Linked DNA regions of Mus musculus: region 1 is linked to region 2. A link is a contact called in public HiChIP or PLAC-seq data. All regions are on one chromosome and are shown on one strand. The core of a region is the stretch at or near the end of the contact, and the rest is flanking DNA. Distances in the headings are between cores, read along the strand shown. Region 1 holds the start of Dnaaf3 (dynein, axonemal assembly factor 3). Region 2 overlaps Brsk1 (BR serine/threonine kinase 1).

Region 1 (6,273 bases), core at 3,406-5,905, 170 kb after region 2:
TGGGGGGAAGCCGACATTGAATCCTGAGCAAACTTATATGAGGAATTTTCATTCCTCAAGGGGCATGACGCAGCATGTGTACCATGTAACATAATAAGCACTGGGGTTGGGCTGGCGAGATGACCCAGCTGCTAAGAGCACTGACTGCTCTTCCGAAGGTCCTGAGTTCAAATCCCAGCAACCACATGGTGGCTCACAACCATCTGTAATGGGATCTGATGCCTTCTTCTGGTGTCTGAAGACAGCTACAGTGTATAATAATAAACAAATTCTAAAATGAGCACCAAATCTGCTCCTCGTGGGACCTCCCCGATTTCGCCAATCATCCCATAAGTCGCGTGCCCAGGGAATCCATCATGGGCACTACTCTACCCTTATTAACTGAACTCCTGCCCTCAGCTGCCAAGGCCTCTGGCTCCGGGCCTGTTGTTTCTCTCCAGGGTGGGCTTTCATCCTTGGGACTGGGCATAAGTGCCTAAGAGTTTCTAGAACTATCTTTCAGTTAACAAACCCTTAACTTCTCTATTCTTGGTACAAATGGGAGCACAAAGGGGCTTCTTGTGTAGGAGTAGGCAGAGTTGTCATGCAGATTTCCCCCCTGAAGACTTATTTTGTTTAGACAGACTGACTGGCACTGCAGACATTCACCCTCCTCCAGCCGGAGCGCATACATAAAAAAGCCCCCATAACACACAGTGAAGATCATTGAAGATGAAAGTGAGTGGGTGCTGGAGGGCGGTGATCCATGATGTTGATGTGCTGAAACATCGTCAAGCAGCAATGGTCGCCGTGCGGTCCACACCAAAATCCTGTCTGGAAAAACCACCCCCCAAAAAGAAAGAAAAATGAAAAAATAATTCCACAAAATTATAGCAGTTGTTTCTCCTGTGTGACCGTGTGTGTTGCTCTTATGAAGTCTGTGTCATTTACAATGAACTGTTCCCACCACTGCTGCCATGGCACCCTCACAGCAGCCTCATGCTAAGTACAGCGTTGATTCCTCACAAGTGAAGAGAAGTCGCTTGGAATCACATCGCCAATATGTTTGACCTTAAGTCCTGTACTTGAACCTGTTACGATGCATTTTTAAAGCTTTATTTCTTTTATTATTTTGTGTATATGAGTGTTTTACCTGCCTCTATATTTGTGCACTATGTACGTTCCTGGCGTCCTCTAAGGGCAGAAGAGAGCACTGGATCCTTGGGACCAGAGTTAGTAAAGCACTGGGAGCCACCATGTGGATGCTAGGAGCCAAGCCCAGGTTCTCTGCAAGAGCAGCAAATGCTCTTAACCCTGGAGCCAACTCTCTAGTCCCCAAACTTGTTATGATTTTGGGGAAGATATAAGATATCGGGGGTCTCTGCTTCTTTTTTTCATCTCAACAAAAACAGGCCAATACAAAGAGAACCATAACAAATAGCCACTCATATTAAGAAATAAATCCACCCACAGGGACCCACAGAGAATGAACTGCTCAACAGAGAATATGCACGGGACAGACCTATGCCTTTGCACATATGGAACAGTGCATCTCAGTCTTCATGGGGACCCCTAACAGCAGGAGCAATGGCTCTCTCTGCCTCTGTTGACTGCCTTTGGATCCTTTTCCCCTTTCTGGGCTGCCTTGTCTAGCCTCAATAGGAGATGTGCCTAATCCTACTGCATCTTGAGATGCCAGAGCTGACTGATATCCATGGGAGGGCTTTTCTTGTCTGAGGAGAAAGGAAGAGCTGAAAGGTGAGATTGGGATGTAAAGTCAATTAATTAATTAATTAATTATAAAAAAGATATAAAAAGACAGACAGTAAAAAGGGAAGAAAGAAAGAGAAAAAGAGAGAAAGAAGAAAGAAAGAAATCCAGGGTCTGCAGAGTCGGCTCAGTGGGGAGGGGCACTTGATGTCCTTGCAGAGCATAGATATCATCCACTCCAGGTCATGATATCATCCACTGCGGGTCACACCACTTGTAATCTGAGTTCCAGGAGATCTGATGTCTGTCTTCTTCTGACTTTTACAGGCACTGGACACACATGTAGTGCACAAACATGTAGGTAACACACACACACACACACACACACATCTAAGCCAGGTGTGGTGACACATGCCTTTAGTGCTAGCACTCAAGAAGCAAAGGCAGGTGGATTTCTGTGAGTTCAAGGTCAGCCTGGTCTATATATGGCAAGTTCCAGGACAACCAGACCCATGTAATAGAGAGACCTTGTCTCTCTCTCAAAAAAAAGGAGTATTCTTTAAAAACAAATTGAAAATAAGTCCTTTGGCCAGTTGTGGTGGCAGATGCTGGTAGGATTTGCTGAAGGAGGCAGAGGCAGGAGGATCACGAGTTTTAGGCCAACCTGGGCTACATGGTAAAAAGAAAAAAGAAGTCTAGTGAATGTTGAGGTGACTTATGGAGGTCAGGGAGATCTCTGAGGCAACACTTGAATGACATACTAAGAATAAATGGCAGGCATACCGATGCGGGAGAAACAGAATAGAACGTTATTCCATCACAGGAAGGAGTCAAACCTGAGAAGCTGGTGCTTGTGTGTCAACCTGAGATCAAATGCAAACACCAAGAGCAAAGGCAGGCATGGCCAATGCTACCGTTGGGGAGCAGAGATCCACAGATTTGAGGGCAGCCTAACAAGAATGATGAACACCAGACACCCCTCTGTGGCATCTGCATTTTCATGGCCACAAGCACCCACACATGGGTGTGCATACATGCATATGGTACAAAACACACAGAAAGGAGCGAGGTGTTCTGCTTCATCGTGAGTCTGGAATTATATGATGTTATAAGTTATGCTATACATTTCTCTTTGCCTTATTGTGTGAGTTTTTGACTGCCTGTCTGTCTGTCTGTCCCCAGCATGTATACTGTGTACCACCTACATGTATATCCTCAGAGGCCAGAAGAGAGCATCAGATTTCCCGGGACTGGCATTATATACCGATGGTTGAAAGCTGACTGACATGTGGGTGTTGGGATCTGAATCAGGTCCACTGGAAGAGCAACCAGCGCTCTTGACTGCTGAGCCAGCTCTCCAGCCCTCTCTCTGTGTATAATGATGCTTGAACTATTACACCTACTTCTATCCCGTGACCCCCACCCCACAGGATTGAATTATAGTCTCGTACTATCACACCTGGATTGATGTGGTGCTGGGATGGAACACAGTGTTTCAGTCACGCCATTCCTGAAGGTATCGTTTCTGTAGCATTGTCTCGATTAGTTTTTGTCCTTCATTCTAGTAAGTTCTTCTATTGCTTAACATGATCTGAGAGACCAGTGTTAGGTATCTTCCCAGGAGGAAGATTTCTAAATTTGTATTTGAAAATTTTATTCTTTGTGTGTGAGTGTGTGTGTTACTCAAGTGTTTGTGGGTGCCAAAAGAGGTGAGAAGAGGGCATGAGAGCCCTGGGGCTGAAAGTACAGGCCGTTATGATCCTTCTGATGTGGTGCTGAGAACTGAACTCTCCCGTTCTCTAGGAGAGCAGAAAGTACCTTTATTTTTTATTTTATTTTATTGTTTTGTTTTTGTTTTTGTTTTTGTTTTTTGAGACAGGGTTTCTCTGTGTAGCCCTGGCTGTCCTGGAACTCACTCTGTAGACCAGGCTGGCTTCGAACTCAGAAATCCGCCTGCCTCTGCCTTCCAACAGAAAGCACCTTTAACTGCTGAACCTTTCTCCAGCTCCCAGCTCCAGGAGGGAGGATTTTTTTTTTTTTTTTTTTTAGCTTTTATACAGTGCGGTAGCCTTTGCTGGGCTAGAATAAGATATGGCAAACTGGTCTTGAACCACTGATTTTCCTACTTCAGAATGTTGGTATTACAGGTCTGTGCCATGGTGCCTGCTAAAGATGTATTATTGAGTAATGACTGTGAGTAATAGCCTGATCATATATTCTAGAAAAATCTACTGAGCAAGGTCCTGTTTTTCACCTAGTGAGGCCTGTATTCAGACAAGAGCCCAGGTGTAAAAGAAACAAAAACAAAAGAACAAAACAGAGATGTGAAGGCATGTCTTGGCTTCCTGTTATAATTTGGATTCACAGAGATTTCATTAGAATCCAGGAGTGGTGGCTCACAATATTTAAACCAAGGCCAGGAGGACTGCTGCGAGTTCGGAGTAACTCGAATAAAGAGGGACTCTGGCTCAAAAAGAAGAAGAGGAGGGAAAAGAAGAAGAGGGGAGGAGAGGAGGAGGGGAGGGGGAGAAGAAGGAAGAGGAGGAGGAAAGAAGAAAAAGGAAGAAAGGAAGGAAGGAGAGAGAGAGAGAGAAAGAGAGAGAGAGAGAGAGAGAGAGAGAGAGAGAGAGAGAGAGAGAGAGAGAGAGAGAGAGAGAGAAAAGAAAGAAAAAGAAAAGAAAGACAAACAGGGAAGACATTTCGTTCAGTTCTGATTTAATTTGAAGCAGCAAGGTAGATCCTCCCTTTCCTAGAAATTTGGAGGACGGATCCAGAAAGCAGGCACCCTACTCTGGTCCGGCTGTCGTTATGACAACCGCGTCCGGTGTCCAGTTTCAGACCACACCGCAGCCATCTCCCGGAGCTTCTATTGGTCAAAAGTTCATAGCGAGCGGCACCTTTTCACGTTAATTGGTCAGTTGATAGCAATAATGCAAAACCACCTGCTCCCATTGGGTGATGACTCAGAGTGGGCGAAGCCTCTGGGAAACTGTTGTGGTGGCTTCCAGGAGCTCAGCACAGGACCCTACCTACGGATATTTTGAAGAATAAAGGTGAGGGGATTAACGTGGAGGCGAAGGGGTAAGAAGCGGGGCAGCGAGAAAGGGAGGGATGAGATGGACAAATGTGGAATTCCCCGGACTCCTGTCCCACAGAGCGATGACCACGCCTGCGGGCTCGGGCACCGGTTATGGTAGTGTGTCCTGGTGGGGTCTGTCCCCGGCGCTGGACCTACAGGCAGAAAGTGAGTCTACCCTAAGACCACACACGGTCTTAGACAGAGGTGCCTTTCCTACTACAACTGTGGACTGTGCTCACAGCCCACAGCACTTGTGTCTGTGGTAGGGGATGCTGATGGGATGTGTATACCAACGTTCCCTAAATTAACTGGCTTGGGGAGAAGGGTTAATACTGAGTGCTATAAGGCAAAGGTATCGCTGTTTTTTGGAATCCAGGCTCGGCGTATCAAGCCTGCTGGTTTCTTAACTTCTAAAGTTAGCTAACTGCAGGAGAGACGAGCAGTCGACTCTGCCTGCTATCGTCTTGCCAGGTCCTCCTGTAGACCCAGATTCACAGTCGAAAACAGAGCGCAAGGTCCCAGAACTGGATGCCCTGCTGTTAGGTTCTGTGGATGGTAGACACATGCTGCGGACCCTGGCCAGGGCAGCGCTCTGGCCTCTCAGGAGCTTCAATGTGAGTTGGGATTCTGGGATCCTGGTTGGAGTGGAATGAACGGCCGATTCCTGAGCCTTTGAGAGAAGAGAGGATTGCAATGAAAGTTTCCAGGTCCTAGAGGTTAGGCTGTGGATCTGAAGAGTCTCAGACCTTGTCCTAGGGAAGTAAGGTCCTGGGATTTGAGGCCCCTGGGCTTCAGTAAGAGCGAGAGCCCAAGAATCAGGTCTCCAGCCGGGCAGTGGTGGCATATGCCTTTAATCCCAGCACTTGGGAGGCAGGTGGATTTCTGAGTTCGAGGCCAGCCTAGTCTCCAGAGTGAGTTCCAGGACAGCCAGAGTTACACAGAGAAACCCTGTCTCAAAACAAACAAACAAACAAACAAACCCCAAAAAATCAGGTCTCCAGAGTGAGTTCCAGGACAGCTAGGGCTACACAGAGAAACCCTGACTCAAAAAAACAAAACAAAACAAAACAAAACGAAACAAAACCAAAAACAAAACAAAACAAAAAATCAGGTCTCCAGGAGTGGTGTGAGGGGTGATCTCGAATCTAGACTTATGGCTTAAGAGAGAGACCTAGCAAGCTGGATCTAGTGGTTAAAGCCTGTAATCATAGTTGCTCCGGAGGCTGAGGCAGGAGAAGCATCGTAAGTTCAAGGCCATCCTGGGCAACAGAGAGTTCAAGGGCGACCTAATGAGACTATGCCTCACAATAGAAAGAAAAACAGGGGGGGGGGGGGATGTGCTGGGAATGGAGTTCAGTGGTGGAGTGCTGCTCTAACTTTTACAAGGTCCCTGGTTGGGTTCCATCTCCATACAGGGGTGTTGGGGGAGGCTGGTGTTCTGGGCTCCTAGGTCTGCAGAATTGTCTTGTCTGTCACTCGTGCAGTTTTATGTGCTGGAGAATAAT
Region 2 (6,283 bases), core at 2,358-4,857:
CTTGTAAACGGATGGGGAAACCAAGGAGCATAGCAGAGCGAGGCTCTCATAAATGCCCAGCTGTCCACACACAGACTCCCAGGGCCGACAGCATCCTCCTCCCTCAGGAATCCTGGGATCTAAACCGCCCAATCTGCCTTCTTACCAACATCATTCCGAGGAGGCAGGTCCTGGTCTTCACAGCTAGGATACCGCTCTTTCCGATCCAAAAGCAAATAATAGATCATCTTTTCTTGGTTTTCCCTGAGACGGGAAGAAGGAGGTGGTTAAGGGAGGATTGAGGTCAGCGATCAGTGCCCAGGGCTGGAGAGATGGATAAAGGTGCTTGCTACTCAAGGTTGATAACCTGAGTTGTACCCCTGGGACCCACATGGTGGAAAGAGAGGACCAATCTCCTGCCAAGTTATCCTCTGGTCTATACACCCTCCTCTCATACATAATGAAAAACAAACAAAAACCCATGTAAGGTAAGGAAGTTTGTGTCTCAATGAGACCTCCCTCCCTCCCTTCGCTGCTGTGGATCTTTGAGCTCAGGCCACCTAACAGATCTGCCCCCATATCCAACGGTACAAGTCCAGACCTTCTTCCTTGGACCAAGGAATCCAGACCCCAGCCCTTCTCCTTTAAACTTTCGAGTTCAGACCTCACCCCTCCCACCACAGTCCCCCAAGTGAAAGCCCCTAGCCTTCCTCCCTCAGACACAGGTGTTCAGGTCTTATTTCTCTTTTTTGGACCCAAAATGCCATTTTTTCCCACAAGCCAACATAGTTGGCTTCCTATGTTCAGTGTTCGTCACAACTTAAGCACTTATTAAGTTCTACGTAATGAAGACACCATTCACGCCCATCTCAGCTTTAATGCTTTCTTTCTCTGAGCATTTCCAGATTATTCCCGTGCACCAGCACTAAAGTTTGTCAGATCCATAAAACTGGATGCGGCACGCCCCCTTCAGGCTTTCTAGGGAACTGCCACAACCCATTCAATGAAGTGGGGCGCCGGTGAAAAGGATTTTGGGAGCTCTTACTCCTCGCTTCGCAGTTCTCTGTGCAGCCGCTCGCGGTCTCTGAAGCAGCCCAGAGACGCCATGCTTTCCAGAACGTCAGGGTCCAGCTCGCCATTGGAAGGCAGGCTACGCATGGCTACTCTGCGGCCTGGGGCTGGCTCCAGGCAAGGGTCTGGTTCGTGTTTCCCGCCCCTGGAATAGTAGAGAAACGCTTATCTTCCTAGTGTTACGTCCTATGCCCAGACTCCTCATCCCAGGATCTGGAGAGTCTGGGTCCCCATCTTCCTCAGACTGAGGGTGTCCAGACCCTAGTTCTTCAAACTCTGACTCAAAGAGTCCGGAGCCCTCCTCCCTCTAGACTCCACACCCTCCCTTTCTTTAGCTTTGTCCTCCTCTGCCCATACTCTGAAGTTTGAGACGGTAGGTCCCTCCATCCCATCCCACCCATCAGGAATATGGCACCCCACCCTCCACCTTTCTATTCTGACCCGGGTGCCCTACCTCCTCCCGCAGGTACCCAACTGTTCAATTCCCTCCTACTCACAGATACCAAGGATGTTTCTGAATTTGCTCCAGCTGTGAAGGGGTGGGTCACAGAGAAGCAGAAATTAGGTCACATACAATAGCTAGCAAGCAGTAACATAAAATTGATTAGCATTGGCTCCGGGAGGTCACTGACCCATCCCGAAGCAGGGTGACATCATGTCTTCCCCTGGTGGCGGTCAAGCACCTGCAGATTGACCATTTTTAAACCCAGGTAGCAGTTTACTGCACGCCAAGTGCCAGCCTTTCAACCCCCGCCAATCCCTCAATGCGCCGCCCTCAAGGGTCCTTGGTCCAACTTGGGAATGATTCTAAGTTTTAGGTTTTGCTGGACCTTGGGCTTGTGGCTTAACCAGCAAACTCATCCAATGGCAGGCTTTACAGGCAGCCCTCCAGGAACTCTCTGGAACCACTTCACCTCTGCCAGCCCCTCGCTGCTTACACTGAGCCTTTTCTCGGGCTCCACTTCAATCATCCCTCTCAGGAGGCTCTGGCAGTCTGGAGGGATGAAGTGAGGCATGTGGAAGACCCCACGTTTCACCTTCTCCAGTAGCTGGCGCAGGTTGTCGTCATCGAAGGGCAGTGCCCCCTGTGCAAGACATCATCAAGAGCCTCAGGTCAGTGATTCTCAACCTGGCGTGGCAGCTCTTGGCGGGGGTGGGGGTGGGGGTGGTGGTGTTATAGACATGCACCACCAGGCCCAGTTCATGTAGTTTGGGGGATGGAACCAGAGGCTTCATGTGTCCTGGACAAGCAATCTACCAAGTGAGCTACATCGTTGTCTCTTTCCTTACGGCAGTGGTTCTCAAGCTGTGGGTCATGGCCCCTTTGACAGGTTAAATGACCCTCACACAGGGGTCGTCTAACACCATCAGAAAACACAGACATTTACACCACGGTTCGTAAGAGTAGTGAAATCACAGTTATGAAGTAGCAACCAAAACAACTTTATGGTCGGGAGTCACCACAACATGAGGAACGGAATAAAGGGCCACAGTGTCAGGAAGGTTTCGAGCCTTCCTTAGGTGGAGCTTAACACTGTCCAGGTGATGGGCTGGAGAGATGGCTCAGTGGTTAAGAGACTGCTCTTTAGAGAGGTCCTGAGTTCAATTCCCAGCAACCACATGGTCCATCTGTAATGGGACCCAACGCCCTCTTCTGGAGTGTCTGAAGATAACTACCGTGTACTCATATACATATAATAAATCTTTAAAAAAAAAAGATTGAGAGTTGGGTTGGATACTTACTGTCCACACCTATATAGGGCTGGAGATGTAGCTCAGCCAGTGGGGCGCTTGCCTAACTTCCAGGAAGCCCAGGGTCCCACCCCCAGCACCACTGGTGTCACAGGCCTACACCCCACACTCGGGAGGTGGAGGCCGGAGGCTCAGAAGTTCAAGGTCATTTTCGGTTACATATTGAGCTTTGAGGCCAGCCTGGGTGATGCGACACACTGCCACAAACAAAACTACATTAAAACAAAACAAAAATACATCAAAACTAAAATAAGCCTCTCTCTAAACTCTTCGTGCACACCTTCAATCTCAGCACTCGGGAGGCAGAGGCAGGTTGACCTTTATGAGTTTGAGGCCAGCCTGGTCTACAGAGCAAGTTCTAGGACAGCCAAGGTTACCAGTGAGACCCTGTCTCAAACAAACAAACTATAAAGAGGGCCTGGTGCAGCAGTGCACGCCTTTAATCCTAGAACTTGGTTAGACATGGCAGGCAACCTCTGTTGGCTGGAGGCCAGCCTGGTCTACAAACAAAGGCCCTGTCTGAAACAAACACCAAACAAAAACAAACAAAGGAAGAAAGAGAGAGAGACAGAGACAGAGACAGAGAGACAGAGAGCGAAAAAAGGAAAGAAGGAAAGAAAGAGAGAAACTGGCTGGGGCTGTGGTTCAGTTGGCAGTAGAGCGCTTTTCTACTAAGCACATGCAGCAAGCTGTGCAGAATTCTCAGCACTGCAGATACGGGACGTGGACCTGAGTCCTGGAACCCTAGCCCTGGGAGGGAGGCAGGAGAAGCAAGGAGATCAGATGCTCATCTCCAGTTACATAATGAGGTCAAGGCCAGCCTGGGACATATGAGAACCTGTCTCAAATAGGCCCGTGACATGACATGTAACCCAGGCATGTGCCGCCAAGCCTCTGTACCAGAGCTGATCCCTGGGACCCACGTGGTGTGGTGAAGGGAAGGATTGCCGCCTGCTAGCTGTCCTCTGACCTCAAGCATGCCTTGAATACGCTTGCCAGCACACCCCCTCCATGAATACGTAAATAAACATAACAAAGGGAATAAGAGAATAAAAGGAGAAACGGGGGTCGGGTGGGGAATACAGGTGGAATGGGCTGATGTAATGTTCAGGATTGGGACAGAGTAAGAAGGGGGTCTGGTCTGACATAAGGAATTAGAGGAGGGCTCTTGGGAGAGATGAGTCTGAGGGCTTTCCCAAATGTTTTAAACGGTTGACCCTGGTATCTAAGGGGCATGGACAGAATGCAGGGTGAAGGTAGATGGGGAGGGCACCTTCTGACTGGTCTTGGAGTCAGACAGCCTGCCTTTGGCTCTGGTGCCTGATGGCACTGGCAGTGAGCCTCAGCTTATCGCCTCTGTGTAAGGGATGTGAGGATTCTATTGGGAAAGGCTATGGGACAGATTAAAAATATCAGCCACAGCACAGCTGGTCCTCATTACTCTCGGAAGTCCAATTTTATATAATCACTGTGATCAGTGAGTTAGTGAGTCCTGGAATAGGGAGGTCTTGCTTCTGTTAGAAACCAGCTAGGTTCCTTCTACCCTCTGGCCACAACAAAAGCCACACAACAAAAACTGACACATCAAGGTCAGTTCTTACTCTAAGTTGTTTGTAATGTGATGGTTTTTTTTTTTTTTGTTTGTTTTGTTTTTTGAGACAGGGTTTCTCTGTATAACCCTGGCTGTCCTGGAACTCACTTTGTAGACCAGGCTGGCCTCGAACCCAGAAATCTGCCTGCCCCTGCCTTCCAAGTGCTGGGATTAAAGGTGTGCACCACCACTGCCCGGCTGTACTGTGTTTTTTGTTGCTTATCTGTTTGCAGTACTGGAGGGGAACCTGGGATCTTGTATTTAATTTAAACCTTCACAATTGTTGGTACTGTAATTATCCACATGTAATTATTCGGTTCACATATAATTACTTGATTAGGAGGATTGAGGCCTACACAAAGGGAGCGATTTACTTGTCCAGCATGAGGAAGCAGAGATTTGAACTCTATCCTTTCCCTACTGATGACAGAAAGCTGAGCGTTGGCTCTGGAGATCTAACCCAGTGGGTAGAGAGCTTGCCTAGCATACACGAAGCCCTGGGTTCAACTTCCAGCATGGTATCTTTAATCCCAGCATTCGGGAGACAGAGGCAGGGGAAATCTGAGGTCAAGACCAGCCAGGTCTACAGAATGAGTTCCAGGATACCCAGGGCTATACAGAGAAACCCTGGCTCAAAACCAAAGACAAACCAACCGATCATCAAGCAAAAAAACCCAAAAACCACAAAAAAAAAAAAAAAAACCCAAACCCCCCAAAACCAAATTGGGTCTGGAGAAATGGTTACTCATCAGCTCTAAGTGCTCTCAGTCCTTGCTGCTCTCTCTCGCAGGGATCTGGGCTTGCTCCGCAGAATCCACATGCTGTCCTCATAACTGCCCACGATTCCGGATGCAGGGCATTCAGACACCTTTTCTTGCACCCGCAGGCACCAGGCAAGCACACAGTTCACAGATACATGCAGGCAAAACACTCATACACAGGAAAAAAATCTTAAAAAGAAACAAACATGCTCAGGGGGCTGGAGAGATGGCTCAGTGGTTAAGAACACTGAGTGCTTTTCCAGGGGACCCAAGTTCAGTTTCCAGCACCTACACAAGGAGGCTTATAACTCCCTCTAACTCCAGCTTCAGGGGATCTGACACCCTCTTTTAGCTTCCACAGACACTCATGTTCTCTCTCTCTCTCTCTCTCTCTCTCTCTCTCTCTCTCTCACACACACACACACACACACACAAATAAAAAAACCTTAAAAAGAAATGCTGAGAGCCGGGCGTGGTGGCACAAGCCTTTAATCCCAGCACTCGGGAGGCAGGGGCAAGTGGATTTCTGAATTTGAGGCCAGCCTGGTCTACAGAGTGAGTTCCAGGACAGCCAGGGCTACACAGAGAAACCTGTCTCGAAAAATGAAAAAAAAAAAAAAAAGAAAAAAGAAAGAAAAAGAAATGCTGAGAAGAAAGCTTGCTGCTGGACATGGTGGTGCATACCTTTAATCTCAGCACTCAGAAAGCAGAGACAGGTGGATCTCTGGGAGTTCGAGGCCAGCCTGGTCTATAAAGGGAGTCCAGGACAGCCAGGGCTACACAGAGAAACCCTGTCTTAAAAAGCTAAAAAAAAAAAAAAAAAAAGAAAAGAAAAAGAAAAAGAAAGAAAGAAAGAAGAAAGCTTGCTTTAAGTGAGTTATTAGTTCACTCTGCATTAGGGAGTTTAAGACAGACCAACCCTGCGTCTTCAGAGATGAGTCAACTAAATGAACAAAGATGAAAGCCACTGTCATGAGCCCCAGCCTCAAGGGGCTTATGATAGACATGGGGGGAAAATGAGGCTTTTAGAATTATGCAACAAAATGCATACTGAGAACCCAGACCATGGGCAGGAAGAAGGACACTTATGGCAAGATCCAACCTGGGGAAGGGGCAAGGGAGGCCAGAG

The links. HiChIP or PLAC-seq counts read pairs in DNA pulled down with a chosen protein or histone mark.
Region 1: a contact with region 2 is called in an H3K27ac HiChIP or PLAC-seq map of embryonic stem cells, with 15 read pairs. The contact joins the promoter of Dnaaf3 here to the enhancer-like site in region 2. A contact is called at or near these places in 14 of 39 promoter capture datasets (the C10 cell line, the HPC-7 cell line, cranial neural crest and 7 more), 6 of 484 Hi-C or Micro-C datasets (the G1E-ER4 cell line, Th1 cells, bone marrow-derived macrophages and 3 more), 8 of 115 datasets of contacts at active chromatin or transcription factors (bone marrow-derived macrophages, embryonic stem cells, microglia and 1 more) and 3 of 9 other capture datasets (adipose tissue, liver and pancreatic islet).

The regions. Positions count from the first base shown.
Region 1 is chr7:4,530,847-4,537,119 of GRCm38.p6, reverse strand. Dnaaf3 (dynein, axonemal assembly factor 3) reads left to right here and starts at 4,655. Exons shown (of 12, transcript NM_001033548.3): 1 at 4,655-4,742; 2 at 4,845-4,933; 3 at 5,240-5,382; 4 at 6,253-6,273. The coding sequence starts at 4,849.
Region 2 is chr7:4,699,980-4,706,262 of GRCm38.p6, reverse strand. It overlaps Brsk1 (BR serine/threonine kinase 1), which reads right to left. Exons shown (of 19, transcript NM_001003920.3): 8 at 1,989-2,135; 9 at 1,548-1,579; 10 at 1,025-1,195; 11 at 146-243. Among named protein-coding and RNA genes, the nearest start is that of Brsk1, 12 kb to the right of the region's middle. Within about 2 kb of position 3,607, at least 17 of the 459 cell types and tissues checked have an H3K27ac peak or open chromatin away from gene starts, as enhancers often do. A contact at or near this core is called in embryonic stem cells and stem cell-derived epiblast-like cells, where this site is marked.